2 separate regions of the Mus musculus genome follow, and region 1 is linked to region 2. Evidence: chromatin contacts called from public HiChIP or PLAC-seq data. All regions are on one chromosome and are shown on one strand. Each heading gives the region's core, a stretch centred on a gene start, on an enhancer-like site or on the middle of the called end of the contact. The rest is flanking DNA. Distances are from core to core; before and after follow the strand shown.

What was found. HiChIP or PLAC-seq counts read pairs in DNA pulled down with a chosen protein or histone mark.
Region 1: an H3K4me3 HiChIP or PLAC-seq map of the SCID.adh cell line shows a contact between it and region 2, with 11 read pairs. The contact joins the enhancer-like site here to the promoter of Lbh in region 2. A contact is called at or near these places in 8 of 39 promoter capture datasets (3T3-L1-derived adipocytes, the C10 cell line, the HPC-7 cell line and 5 more), 1 of 15 datasets of contacts at CTCF or cohesin (large pre-B cells), 6 of 484 Hi-C or Micro-C datasets (CD8 T cells, the HPC-7 cell line, Th17 cells and 2 more), 15 of 115 datasets of contacts at active chromatin or transcription factors (DN3 thymocytes, the HPC-7 cell line, the NIH/3T3 cell line and 12 more) and 2 of 9 other capture datasets (adipose tissue and liver).

What each region holds. Positions count from the first base shown.
Region 1 is chr17:73,141,794-73,144,529 of GRCm38.p6, reverse strand. The region is part of intron 1 of Lclat1 (lysocardiolipin acyltransferase 1); the gene reads right to left. Among named protein-coding and RNA genes, the nearest start is that of Lclat1, 35 kb to the right of the region's middle. Within about 2 kb of position 1,414, at least 2 of the 459 cell types and tissues checked have an H3K27ac peak or open chromatin away from gene starts, as enhancers often do. A contact at or near this core is called in the SCID.adh cell line, where this site is marked.
Region 2 is chr17:72,917,022-72,919,737 of GRCm38.p6, reverse strand. Lbh (limb-bud and heart) reads right to left here and starts at 1,433. Exons shown (of 3, transcript NM_029999.4): 1 at 1,160-1,433. The coding sequence starts at 1,185. It overlaps Gm30375 (predicted gene, 30375), which reads left to right and starts at 1,583. Exons shown (of 2, transcript NR_168598.1): 1 at 1,583-2,716.

The sequences.
Region 1 (2,736 bases), core at 165-2,664, 220 kb before region 2:
TTGTTTTTTTGTTTTTTTCCTTTTTTTTATTAGGTATTTTCCTCATTTACATTTCCAATGCTATCCCAAAAGTCCCCCATACCCTCCCTCCCACTGCCCTACCCACCCACTCCCACTTTTTGGCCCTGGCGTTAAGTTTGCAAGTCCAATGGGCCTCTCTTTCCAGTGATGGCCGACTAGGCCATCTTTTGATACATATGCAGCTAGAGTCAAGAGCTCCGGGGTACTGGTTAGTTCATAATGTTGTTCCACCTATAGGGTTGCAGATCCCTTTAGCTCCTTGGGTACTTTTTCTAGCTCCTCCATTGGGGGCCCTGTAATCCATCCAATAGCTGACTGTGAGCATCCACTTCTGTGTTTGCTAGGCCTCAGCATAGTCTCACAAGAGACAGCTCTATCTGTGTCCTTTCAGCAAAATCTTGCTAGTATATGACACGGTGTCAGCGTTTGGAAGCTGATTATGGGATGGAACCCTGGATACGGCAGGCTCTAGATGGTTCATCCTTTTGACACAGCTCCAAACTTTGTCTCTGTAACTCCTTCCATGGGTGTTTTGTTCCCAATTCTAAGGAGGGGCAAAGTGTCCACACTTTGGTCTTCATTCTTCTTGAGTTTCATGCGTTTAGCAAATTGTATCTTATATCTTGTGTATCCTAAGTCTCTGGGCTAATATCCACTTATCAATGAGTACATATTGTGTGAGTTCCTTTGTGAATGTGTTACCTCACTCAGGATGATGCCCTCCAGGTCCATCCATCTGCCTAGGAATTTCATAAATTCATTCTTTTTAATAGCTGAGTAGTACTCCATTGTGTAAATGTACCACATTTTCTGTATCCATTCCTCTGTTGAGGGGCATCTGGGTTCTTTCCAGCTTCTGGCTATTATAAAATTCAGGTGACAGCAGATGCTGGCGAGGATGTGGAGAAAGAGGAACACTCCTCCATTGTTGGTGGGATTGCAAGCTTGTACAACTACTCTGGAAATCAGTCTGGCAGTTCCTCAGAAAACTGGATATAGTACTACCAGAGGATACTGCAATACCTCTCCTGGGCATATATCCAGAAGATGTCCCAACCGGTAAGAAGGACACATGCTCCACTATGTTCATAGCAGCCTTATTTATAATGGTCATGATGTTTTATCCAGGAATAGGAACCCTGACTAAGACAATTAGCAAGCTAAAATACACTGTTACAATAGCATGAACATAAAACTCCTTTTTAGTAAGCTAAAAAAAAATGGCCTAATATATATGCTGTGTTTCTAATTATCCATTATAGGTCAGGAGGTACTATTCAGTTACCATTACAAACAGCAACAAAGATGGAGAGTGCTGGCGCCCAGAATTTGGGAGCTAATCCAGGAAGACCGCCTCAAGTCTGAAGCCAGCCCTGGCTACAGAGACGAGACCCTCAGAGGAGGGGAAGGCCGGTAAAGAAGTGAAATGGTCTTCCTGCTAAGAAAATTCAAGTATTATTCAACAATAAATGTAAGAAATCTGCGAGTAATTATTGAACACTAAAGAATATGAACATTTATAAGTATTAACGACTAATGGAATTATGAGCTGATTAAAAATAAAAGGCTAATGTGTACCCTCTAATAAAACCATGGCTCTTTAAAAAGTCAGTTCTTCCATCTTTCCCCACATACTACCACTGTCGAGTCCTGGGAACCAAGGCACTGCACAGCACACCTTAAAAGTACAAAAAACCCACAGCCTGGAAATCAACAGTGCTAATTCCACTTACTGCAGGCTTAGTGAATGGCTTCAACAAGCTGCTAAGGTTCCTCTGTTAGTCATGCATCTCTCCAGCCAGTATAAAATCAGGAGGGGCCAACTGTGCATGGAAAACATCTGCTGGTGACTTCTGCGGTTAATGGCTTCCAATGGTAGTGCTTATCTCTTATCTTATCTTGACATTGCAAACAGTTCAAGTCCTTGCAGGTGAAAGATCACACTGTGTTGAAAGGAACAACTATCTAAATCCACCACCACTATCAGTCGGTTAATGTTTAGATAATTAGTCAGGTTCTGAAAAGACTGTGCTTAAGTCAGAGTTGTGTTGGTTTTTTTTAAAAAAAAACTTAAACATATATCATTGCTATAGTGAAATATCTAAAAAGTTATTTTCACAAACAGAATTTGAGATCACTTAAACTTAGTTTACCCTGCACATTTGAGGAACTCAAATTGTATTTGATAAATAGTTCAAGTTTTAAAGTGAGGTTACTTTTTAAAATGTCTGGCAGATAAATTACTGTTCTCTCATAGAAGTGCACACAGCCGCAGTGTACTCGCTGACCACAGGTTCCTGTTGTGCTCGCACACATGTGTGCATGGGGTATACTCTGCTCATACCAATTTTAGTCATAGTAAAATTTCGCAGCTTAGATTTCAGAATAGATAGCTAAACTTTAGTTCTAGACAAGGAACTAGACCTACCTTAGAGATTTTATTCTGAACATTTCTCAAAAACAGCCATATTCTTCCCATGCTATTATCTTAAAATTACAGTAAATCAGTTAATCCCAAAGCCAACTATTATAGAATAGTGAGAAGTTGCTAAAAAATGTGAAATGGATATCTCCAAACTAGGACCACAGAACAGTGAATAAACAGACTTGAGCCTCTCCTCCTAGGACCACAGAACACAGTGAGTACACAGACTTGAGCCCCATCTCTGAAGACTACAGAACAGTGTAGACAGACTTGAACCCCACCCCCAGAGG
Region 2 (2,716 bases), core at 184-2,683:
ACTAAGAAAGGGTGACTGTCATGGGGGCAAGTTTAGGGTTAGAAGCTAGACTTTAACAATTTCCTCCCTAGTCTGGAAAAGCTGCCTCCAATCCCTGAAAGAAGAGAGTCAATAGCATTACAGGGTTAAGACCAGGGTCGTCGTCTCCTGTAGCGGCGTCTGTTCCTTTTTGGAACTGTGGCGCGGGCCCAAAAAGTTAAACTGAGAAACACGAACTTTCAGAGTTCCTGGGCTAAGCAGAATAGCGCCGCTCTCCCCGGGTTCAGACCTTGCATTGGACCCGGGTCTGGCTCTCCAAGGCTGGCACCTGCGAGCGCGCTCCAGGACCACGGGTGCTCGCCTCCCTGTAGCGCCCCTCCTCTACACCACAGCAGGAAGGAAGAAGCAGCTGGCGCGCACGTCCCAGCAGCTAGGGGCCTGTCCCCCATCCTTCTCGGCTCTGATCCTCCACACCCGATCTTCCCCGGCTGCAGGCAAATCTCTGCAGCCCCCGACTCAGCAGTGGCCGGCTTCTTCCAATCTGGCACTGGGAGAGCTTGCTCCTTCCTAGCCCCGGCCCTCCACAAAGGCGCGTTGGATTTAAGGGACAACGGAGAGGGCAGGGGTTGTGAGGGTGTAGTTTGCACCCTGATGCTTGTGGCTTGTTTGTGCGGAGAGCGTCTCCCCAGCATCCTCCCTCCCCCAGAAGCTCTGCAAACCCAGCGGCTGCACCAGCTCGGCCCCTCTGCAGCCATCCTCGACGCCGAGACTTGCGTGCAAACAAAAAGGAGAAGGGGAGGGGCCCGGGAAACCGGAGCCCCCTGCACCAAGCAGGACTCATCTCCTGTGGCCCTCAGCGGACAGGGTTTCCTTAGGGGGCTTCAGGTGGGACCCCAGGTTCTCCCCACCCAACGCCACCATATCCACGCCCTCTGGCCGCCACTTAAGTGAAGGTTCCGAGTTCACTTCCTTTGTCTGGATGCTCTCAGCACCGCCTCCCCCAACCTCCAGCTTTGCAACCTTGACGTCGACTCCTGCAGGGGCTGAGGCTGGCGGGTTAACCCGCACTGGGTGTCCGTGCCACTCTCCGGCCTCGTACCCGGAGCCGGCACTAGGAGGCTGCCGGGCTGCGCAGCCACCCGGGTTAAACTGGCGGCCGCCAAAGGCGCAGGATACTCACCAGTGAATGGGGAAATATACAGACATGAAGTCCTAGGGGAGGCTGACCCACGCCCTTGTGATTAAGAAAAACAAAACAAAACAAAACAAACAAACAAACAAAAAAAAACCAGTCACTGAGTCCTGAATGAGATTGGCAGGGGCGCAGAGGAGAGCAGCGGGCAGCCGAGAGCGGGTACTGGGCTAGCGCCGGTCCGCCTTCCGGAGACAGCCTCGCTGCCAACGGCGTAGGCAGTGCAGACCAAGCTCTCCGCTCTCCACCGATCTCCGGGTCCCACAAAGAGCCCGGGAAGCAGCATTTATAAGGGAGGGGCGGGGCTTGTCGGCGAGCGGCCCCGCCTCTCCTCGCCCACTCTTAGAATAACGTCACCAAAATCATGAATGGCTTCAGCGCTCATAGCTCCCGCGGGCGGCGGCGGGGACCAGCCGGGCTCTGCACCCTGCCTGAGCTGGCTCCCAGCAGCTACGAGCCCGCCCCCCTCCCCACCGTTGACACACACGCGTGTTCCCGAGCTGGAGTTCAATGTCAACGCAGCTTCCTGACCATAAATCCGCAGCGTCCGCAGCCCCCTCTCTGAACACAGGGACTCTAAGGGCTACGGGGATGGGTGGGCGTGAGGAAGGAATGGGGGCCCACGCGGGAAGAGACAGATCGCCGGGGGAGGGCGCCATTCTTCCATCCGAGCGCCCGCTGTCGGGTTCTCTGTGACTTCCACATCTCAGGACCCTTCACTGGTCATCCATGCAAAGTAGGCCTCTCTTGGACATTATCGCCTGTGGCATCCCGATCGTGGCGGGGCCGGGGGAAAAAGGAAAAGATGGGAAAGAAGGCTGCACAGCTGCGGGGCTGGAGGCACCCATGCCGGAGGGGGCATTGTTGGCTTTCTAAAAGTCTGCGGTCCTGGAGTCCATGGAGGGTTCTGTTTGTGGGAGAAAGGATGTGGTGTCTTACTAGGGTTTTTCCGTTGCGCGAGCGCGCTTGCGTGTGCACACACACACACACACACACACACACAGAGTAGCATATACGGTTTGCATTGGGAGTAGAGGGTGAGGAGAACGAGCGGAATACAAGTACACCCGGCTAGCCTTAGCTCCCAGAGCCCATCTGATAGAAAACACAGAGTTGAGAGACTGACTCCTTCATAGCCCAGGAATTGCAGTTCCGGTGTCTATCTTGGAGACTAAACTGCTGTGCAGCCCCTACAGCCAGGAAGAACGGAGTCTGACTCAGTACCCAGCGCTGCCCCGCTGTGGCCTCTGTTTCAATTACTCTTGTAAAACAGCTTCCTAACCTTGACCTATGTGCATAAAGGGACTGGGGAAAGGGAGAGCCGTGGTCGAAAACTAAACACAATTAAATGTGATTTAAAATAAGTCTGCACCCTGAAAGAAAAGCGTACTGGTTATATCCAGCAAAAAGCTGCTGGCATCAAGAGACGAGTTTTCAGTAGCAGGGGCCACGCGGATGTTGAGAAAGAGGACCTCATAATTTTCAGCATCTACTCTTTCTAAGAGCAACTTTGCAATAACTGCTTTCCCAACTATGCGTACCTAT